Linked DNA regions of Mus musculus: all the other regions are linked to region 1. A link is a contact called in public HiChIP or PLAC-seq data. All regions are on one chromosome and are shown on one strand. The core of a region is the stretch at or near the end of the contact, and the rest is flanking DNA. Distances in the headings are between cores, read along the strand shown. Region 1 has its middle 25 kb from the start of Mrpl15. Region 2 has its middle 26 kb from the start of Sox17. Region 3 has its middle 62 kb from the start of Rp1.

What was found. HiChIP or PLAC-seq counts read pairs in DNA pulled down with a chosen protein or histone mark.
Region 2: an H3K27ac HiChIP or PLAC-seq map of extraembryonic endoderm stem cells shows a contact between it and region 1. The contact joins two enhancer-like sites. A contact is called at or near these places in 2 of 484 Hi-C or Micro-C datasets (extraembryonic endoderm stem cells and nephron progenitors) and 4 of 115 datasets of contacts at active chromatin or transcription factors (differentiating embryonic stem cells, embryonic stem cells, extraembryonic endoderm stem cells and 1 more).
Region 3: an H3K27ac HiChIP or PLAC-seq map of extraembryonic endoderm stem cells shows a contact between it and region 1, with 7 times the contacts expected there. The contact joins two enhancer-like sites. A contact is called at or near these places in 1 of 15 datasets of contacts at CTCF or cohesin (the NIH/3T3 cell line), 15 of 484 Hi-C or Micro-C datasets (the G1E-ER4 cell line, cerebral cortex, embryonic stem cells and 7 more), 2 of 115 datasets of contacts at active chromatin or transcription factors (extraembryonic endoderm stem cells and trophoblast stem cells) and 1 of 9 other capture datasets (liver).

The regions. Positions count from the first base shown.
Region 1 is chr1:4,759,155-4,761,854 of GRCm38.p6, reverse strand. No RefSeq gene overlaps it. Among named protein-coding and RNA genes, the nearest start is that of Mrpl15, 25 kb to the left of the region's middle. Within about 2 kb of position 1,299, at least 4 of the 459 cell types and tissues checked have an H3K27ac peak or open chromatin away from gene starts, as enhancers often do. A contact at or near this core is called in extraembryonic endoderm stem cells, where this site is marked.
Region 2 is chr1:4,470,207-4,472,906 of GRCm38.p6, reverse strand. No RefSeq gene overlaps it. Among named protein-coding and RNA genes, the nearest start is that of Sox17, 26 kb to the left of the region's middle. Within about 2 kb of position 1,331, at least 9 of the 459 cell types and tissues checked have an H3K27ac peak or open chromatin away from gene starts, as enhancers often do. A contact at or near this core is called in extraembryonic endoderm stem cells, where this site is marked.
Region 3 is chr1:4,420,946-4,423,645 of GRCm38.p6, reverse strand. No RefSeq gene overlaps it. Among named protein-coding and RNA genes, the nearest start is that of Rp1, 62 kb to the right of the region's middle. Within about 2 kb of position 1,260, at least 9 of the 459 cell types and tissues checked have an H3K27ac peak or open chromatin away from gene starts, as enhancers often do. A contact at or near this core is called in extraembryonic endoderm stem cells, where this site is marked.

The DNA of each region.
Region 1 (2,700 bases), core at 50-2,549:
GGGTAGGGTAAGACTGGGAGCAGACAGATGTCTCACCAAAGTCCTGCAGTCACTGCTGTACAGCAAGTACCTGGTGTGACTCTTTGCTCTGCATGCAGACCTGTCTACCTATGCCTTCTGCCTCCCCCATAGAGAGATCTGCCTGCAAAGGCTCCCGAATGGGGAGGCACTGAAAACCCAGGACTCTCTCGGGAGGTAGTGGTGACTAGGATGTGGAGGGGTCAGGTACCAGGTATACTACTGCTTGATTCATCACTGTGAGGTGAGGGCTCCAAGTTGGCTCTCCCTGCCCTGGGGACATACTCCCTCCCATGCAAACAGGACCAGCTGCACTCCCATTTCTGACTTCTCTTCTTGTTGACTGTTTTGAGCCTGGTTTTTAGAGGGGCAGCTAGAAGTTGTGTGTCTTCTTCCATCCTTAGCATCTTGGATAGTACCTTAGGATGCTTAGGGCTTCATGCTCACCTGACACTGGCACGCTCACCTTCATCCTACACTTAGAAATGAGAATTGATGGCTGCTATTGCGTCCATAGGTAAGCACTAAAATTGCCTAGAATGTTTGAGGCTCTGGCTTTGATTCTCAGCACCACAAAACCAAACAAACAAAAACCAAAAACCAAAAACCAAAAACCAAAAACCAAAAACCAAAAACCAAAAACCAAAAACCAAACCAAACCAAACCAAAAATGCTCAACCCTCCCTAAAAAAAAAAAAAAAAAAACAAAAAAAAAAAAAAATCACAAGAACAACCCTTCTTTTCTCTTTTTAAAACTTATTTTTAAGGTAGCTTCTCTTTTCGGTTTGTTTTCTCTTCTCTTATATCTCCGCACTTTTCTCTTGCTATATAGTCCGGTGATCCTTGAACTCACAGCGACTTCTTGCTTCAGCTTCCTCAACGCTGAGATTACAGGAGTGAGCCACCACTCCTGCTTGCTTTGGTTTCCATAAGGTTAACTTATCCAGAAACCAAAAACAGGTCCACTTAAAACAAAACAAAACAAAACAAAACAAAAAAAACAGTCTTGTACCAATGATCTTGTTTCTTTCTCTGGCTATTTGTTGTCAAGATGACAAGTGGCTGGTAGGTGTGGGGGTCTGTGTGGGAAGTCTCCGGCATGGCCACACCGAGAATGTTTATTGTAGAAAGGGAACTTTTGCCCTGTGAAGTCACCTCCTCCGAGACACCAGTAGCTTTCTGATATTCTATCACAGGAAATTCCTGGTGGTCCACAAAAGCAGTCCTTGGAGTGCAGCTGCAGGGAGAGAAATCATTGCTGAAAGAGACAAGTCTGGGGCTCCTGTGAGTGTAGCTGAGCACCTGGGCCTTGGATGATGCAAACGGGAGGACTCTTAACAATGTCAGAATGATCCAAAAGACAAAGGTCAACAGAATTCTTATGTAATGCACTCTCGAAGTGTGTACCGGACGGTATCTATTGTGTGCTAACAAGATAGTAGGCATTATGTTGACTTTAAACTTCTTTCCTTGGGAGATGATGTTTTTTTGTTTGTTTGTTTGTTTTTGTTTTTGTTTTTTGTTTTTGGTTTTTTGAGACAGGGTTTCTCTGTATAGCCCTGGCTGTCCTGGAACTCACTCTGTAGACCAGGCTGGCCTTGAACTCAGAAATCCACCTGCCTCTGCCTCCTAAGTGCTGGGATTAAAGGCGTGCGCCACCACACTCGGCAGGAGATGATGTTTTAATATATTGTTTTGAAAATTACTTAGTCTGGCATGGTGGTGCACTTGGGAGGCAGAAGCAGGTGGATTTCTATGAGTTTGAGGCCAGTTTGGTTTACAAAGTGAGTTTCAGGACAGCTAGGGCTGTTACACAGAGAAACCCTTTCTCGAAAAACCAAATATAAATGAGTGAATAAACAAATAATTCACAATTTATTTAATTTTCTGTGTGTTTTGCCTATTTGTGTACCTGTACACATTTTTGTAGCTTGTATGTGCCTGGTGCTCAAGAATGCCAGAAGAGGACAGATGCCTTGGCAGTAGAGTAGAGTTGCTGTCTGTGATGCAGAGCTGAGAATTGGGCCCTCTGGAAGAGCAGCCAGTGTTCTTTGCTTCTGAGCCATTTCTCCAGCTCCTGGATTTAGCTTTTTTGAAGCTGTAAAACTGAATCCACAATTGACTTACGATTCCATTCATCATCTTTCCTAGCTCAAGTTTTCTCTGAAACACCATAAAGGCAAAAATTGTATTTGATGTCTTAGAAATCCCATAATTAGGGTGGCTTAAAGAACACAGATGTCCTTGGTCTTCAGGGTTCTAAGGTGAAAGGTCTAGGGCTAACAACTTCTCAGGGGCCAAGGCGATTCTGAAGTCAGGAGAAGTTCAATCATCTCTGTGGCCTTCTCCTGGCAGCCTGTATTTTCCAGGCACACACCTCCCACCAGCCATAACAATTCATGGAAATTAATAAATTCATTTATTGGGAGAGGTCATGGGTAAGGCAGGAAGATCAGTCCCCAGCTTCCCAACAAGAGCCAGTGGCCGTCTTTACAGAACTGATTGTAGCAAGCAGAAGTTGTTTGAGTTCTCAAGTAAGTTAAATGCAGTTCTTCCATTTGTTAACAAATATCTGTCTCACAAAATAATAAGTCCTAGAAGTTGTGTAAGGGGACAAAACTGAGTGCATGGTCCTGCCTGTTCTCTCAGACGGGGACCTCAGAGAAGTGGAATTATTTTTGC
Region 2 (2,700 bases), core at 82-2,581, 290 kb after region 1:
AAAGGTCAGAGAAGACCAGAGCAAAACTTTGTGTATTACAGGACTACTGCACTAGTGAACACAACTAGTGGTTGTGTGCATAAGACGACCAGTCAACATTTCAGCAAGGTGTGAGAGGGATTCATATTATAGACACTTTATGGCTTCTCGGGGAAGGATAGTGAGTTTTCTTTAACAGCGGGCTACAGATAGGTCTACACTGATGTTCCAGTATCCCCATACCCAAGAGTATATGGGCAGTCAGAATTGTAGCTGATGATTTATTAAATAAAAGTAAATAAGTAAGAAAAAGGGTCTGGAGAGATTGCTCAATGGCTAAGAATACTTGTTCATGAAGAGGACCTGGGTTGACTTGGTTCCAGCACTCAAATGCTGTTCATAATTTCACTTCCAGGGGATCTGATGTTTTCTTCTGGCCACCATGGGCACAAGGCATGCACACATGTAGTGCACACACACACACAAGTACTATGAGAAGAAAATCTACTCAGAGTGTTTAAAGTGGGAAAAGGCAGTATTTCTTAGGATCAAGGGAAACATCACACATCACTGTGGACATCTGGGCCTGGATTCATTTTAGGTTAGAATAAAAGAGCTAGAATTCAGGAGAGTCTCCAGGCTAATCCAGAAGAGTCTCTTATCAACCAAGCTGTGGATGGCGGACTTGCAGATGAGTCCTAGTAGCAATGTGTTGTTTCAGGGGATTTCCTGCTAATTGTACCTGAAGACTAGGAACAAGGTTTTAGAAACATAAAATCTTCGCGCATAGTTAACTCACTAAGGATACCTTGAGACAAAGTTCCAGTTACTGACCTTAATATTCTATTTAGCATGTTAAAGACTCCCGCTCAGACTTTGCCCTGCCCCCATACCTAAAAACTTTATTTTACATAAGTACTCGGGCAACACCCAGTGTCCAAAGGCTCACTATCTGACCTGTGGTTTACTGAAAGACCTGAAGATGGCTAGCTTTCTCAGAATTTTCCTGAGGTTTGAGAAGGAGCTGAACAAGGAAGCATGCATGCTGAAGTCTCCTCGAGGCCTAGCAAGATGTACCCTCTACTCCGAGAGAGACAGTGCCACCCTGCCAAAGATCTGAGGGACCCACACTGAGCACACACACAGACTCCAATCCCCTGAGTCGCAAGACTTGGAATGATGGAAGCAGCAGGGTCTCTTGGCTCAGAAGACTACCTCTTCCTAAGTGGGACCCAGGTTCAGAGGCCATCACTCTAGGAGTGGGAAAAGAGAAGGCACCTTCCTCTCTTGCTGCAGCGTGGGGGCGGCTATGGAACTGTGGATCTAAGGCTGATGAACTCCAGAGCTCTGCCAGGGGTGGGGGCCTAAGATGCAGGTATTTATAGCCAGGCCTACACGCCCTCTGTTACTCACAAGGGTTGGCCCAGCTTGAAAGCATGAACAATCTCTTCCGGGCACTCCCTGTGTCCACTTCCTTCGGATCACAGGGCCCCCTCCTCTGGCTGACCCGTGGGGTCAGCGTCCTTTCTAGCTGATCCACTCCTATTTCTCCCTGAGACTGGAAGCTGTGTTTTGGCAACTGGGGCTCCAGGAAGGAGAAGTGTTTCATTTGTGTTCCCCCCACCTCCCACTCCCATCAGGGTCCTAGAATATTACAGTTTTGAAAACAGAAAGATTAGTGTGACTACGAGCTGTGGGAGGAAACCTTCTGGGAAAGGTTTGGAAATGTCATCTATGAAAACAGGCAAAGGAACACTGAAAATAGAGAGACTCTTTGGATGCCTCAGGGAGAGCTACCACGTGCCTCCCTTGGGAAAATTAGGCAAGTAGCATCTTTGGGCTGGTCATGGGCTCTGGAGGCACATGGTTCTGGGTTCACATTGTAGAGCGGTTACTTGGCTGGCTGGCTTGGGTCAAGCTCTCAGCTACTTAGAACATCTGTCTTTAGAAAGCAGACAGTAACTGTAGGCAGAGCTGCTGTATGGATGAACATGGTTTTCTTAGTGTTTGGGCAGTGGTATTAGGAGGTCTGTGTATCTGTGTTCCTTGGACTTGATATTTCCATAGGTCAGAGCTGCTGGACTGGGAAGGCACGGCAGGGTGTGGCACCGTCTCACTCAGCAGGCTCTGTCCCCAACTAAGCAACAGGAACTGATTTACTGAATAAGTAATAGAAGTGAAAGGTTATTATTTTACTCCAAGTAGGCTTTAGCTACACTTTCTTAAACCTCCCAGGCTAGAGATCTTGGGGAGATTTTATTACTTTCTAGTTATGTTTACATGTTAAGAACACAACTATTTTGAAAACGAAGAATTTCAAGAATCAGCTTAGAGAGAAGTCTCAATCCTATTTTAAGTTTTATCCCTTCTGTTTACTCCTTTGAGGCTTATGTGGGGATTCTGTTTCCTATTTACTGAGGATGGACAGACATGGTTCCCTGATAGCAGATATCACCCCCCCCCCACCATGGTTGTGGGTAAGGTGTTGAGTGTTGGAGGGGCCCAGGAAGGAAGAAGAAGCACATGTTACTTTCTCTTACCAGCCTTCTTTGTTCTATTAGTTCTGCCTGGTGCTGCTATGCAGAGCTCACTTACTGACTAAATATGACATGGCTGATGAGCCATAAGGCTAGTTCTACTTTGTTGCAGTGGGAAATGTTGTTGGTGTCCCATATCTGGACTGGGTGTAGCCCACAGCCTCTGTGCTGAAGTACCATCACC
Region 3 (2,700 bases), core at 11-2,510, 340 kb after region 1:
CCCGGCTGGTTCCTTGGGTAGAGACTATGAAGGGTGTCCTATGTGATGGCTTCTGCTTTTCCAGAGAGGCAGTGTTTACACTAAGAAGGAAGAATTAAGTCAAGGGGAACAAAGGGAAACAAAGGGAAAAGTAGACTTCCAGTTTTGTTTCCTTTTAATGATTTCTTTATTAAATACAAAAATATTAGTATTCCAGACCTCACAAATTTTCCTTATAATTTCAGTAGGTTTTAAATTTTATCACAACAAATATAAGTGGGCCAGTGAGAATGATCAATCCATTAAGGTGTTTGCCACCATGTTTGATGATGTGAATTCAATTCCCAGAACTCACAGTGTAAAGAGAAGTGATTTCCTGCAGGTTGCACTCTAACTTTCACATGTATGCCATGGTATGTGTGTGTGTGGGCACACATACACGCAAATAAATAAGTAAAAACATTAAACATTTTAAACATAGTCATAGGGTACAGTGTGATAATTCTATCCTTTCCTCAAAGTTCCTTGTTTGTTCAGTAAAAACATAAAAATGCCTTCTGAACTGCGGTGCTGTCTATTTTTAAAGTAGAGTAAGCAATTGTAATTAAATTAAATTATCTTTTAAAATTAAATTATTACTTAAATTATAGTAAGGGCCCACATTTATCTGAAATAAAGCGTAATGCACTTTGTCCATCTTTAAGGGTGCGCATTCCTTCAACAGTTTTGTATTGTTAAAAAGTTTGAATGCAAAGTGTGTCTGAGATTCAAGGCAATTTTTTCACGAAGAATCTCTATAAAACAAGAAAGCAAGTTGTATGCTACTTTACAGAGTTCTACAGAGTATATATTTTCATTCTTCAAGGGAGGTATTTGGATATTGAAAGGAAAAAAGAAGGACTAAAGTCCATCAGGAAACATTACATCTGCAGTCCTATTCTGGCATCTAAGCTATGTGTAGGTGTGATGTAAATCCAAAGGGTTGGGAAGCCCTTACCCACACCCTGGCTATCTGCAGACTTACGGCCTTTGTCTCTGGCTCACTACCATCACTGCCTGTGGTTTTCGTTGCAGACACTCCTCATTCCTACAGTCCCTAATGTGGATTATCTTTAGTTTCACTACTCCCATCCACTTAGGGGTTGCTTGTGGGATTCTGACCCTGTCATACATCGCTAGGCCTCCCAGATTTTCCTTTACGCTGTGTTCAGAAGCCTCCCTGACCCCGTAACCCTTGCACTTTGCATTGCTGTACGATCAGCAGATGCAGACAATGCCAATGTTTGTAGCTGAAGCAATGACCGAACCCTATTGTAGCACAGCTTCTGTGGGCTCTGGGTCCCTGAGGACTGGTCACAAGGGAATCCTTTCTCTTGGGAAGTCCATACAGACACGATATCCCAGAGCTATCTGCTCAAAGTAAAGTTGAAACTGTATCATCTTGTATGTGCAAATAGGTGGGTGTCATACAATGTGTGAAATGTCCCCGAGGCATCTTTCCTGTCATGTTGATGTAATGCATTTGCTTTCTTTCTAGTGTCATGAACCTCCTTAGCAGCCACATTTTACTGGGCCACGGCTTTACATGTACTTCTTTTCTAGGCAAAAATACTTTTATTTTATTTTAATTTTTTAAAAGAACCTCCTTTCTGTTTTATTTTTTATTTTTATTTTTTTGGTTTATAATCCTCCCCATAATCGTAGCCAAAAGCAGTTATAAAATAACCATACCATAGGTTGAATGATGGGCTAAATGAAAAATGGATTTACCTTACTAACTATAATCTCAGGACATGGACAATATACAGAGCAGATATTTGCTAGAGTGTGCGATGTATGATCTTAGCTCAGTTGCACATAGATCACCATCCCTAACTGTGACTTCTTGTGAGCAGTCTTCCCTCTGACGTCAGCCCTGCCAGCCTCTGACTTCTGAAGCTCCACCACAGTCACCAAGCATTCTCTGTTTACAGCCTTCTAAGACTTTCCTTGCCAGCGTTTTCACACCATTGATAGCATTCTCTGTAAAACAGTTCCAAAGTCTTCTGAGCTTTGTCAGCTTCAATGACAGTGGTCACCATGCTCCTGATTGGAGTTTTATGAATTGATCACTTATTTCATTACTGCATCAGACATTTATTTCCAAAGTCCAAAGTAGGGGGAATCTTTATCTTGGTCCTTGTTCCCTGGATCAGGGTTTTCCTTTATCCTGTATTAGTTGCTTTTATAATTATTTGGTCAAGGTCTTTTGTCCATGTCTTTCATAGTTATGAATCTATAGCACAATACCCTTACCTTTGGAGAGTATGGTGTTCAGCTGTTCATCCTGTATTTGACATTTTGAGTTGTTTACAACATGAATGCAGATTTCCTCTGCTGGCTTCTGAAGGGAAACAGATGTTTCACTATCATGATGTACAGTATAGAAAAATTGCACTTCACTATGAAAAGGTAGCAGGATCCCTTTCCAGCCTTTCTGGAGGTGGGCTTAGCCAATAGAACAGCCAATGTCTTCTCTGCGGCCAGAGCAACCACTGCCTCTGCTACTGGACTGTTTTCCTCCCTCTTTTGCTATGGTTTCATTTGTAGACTCCCAGGGGCTGGGCCTAGGAGGTTTAAATTCTGCTCCTGCCTCTCCATCACCACAAGACCTCAGGTTTCTGGTCAGAACACTGTCTGTCTTGTAGGAGTTGCTTTTGGAACTATAGTCTCGAAGTGGTA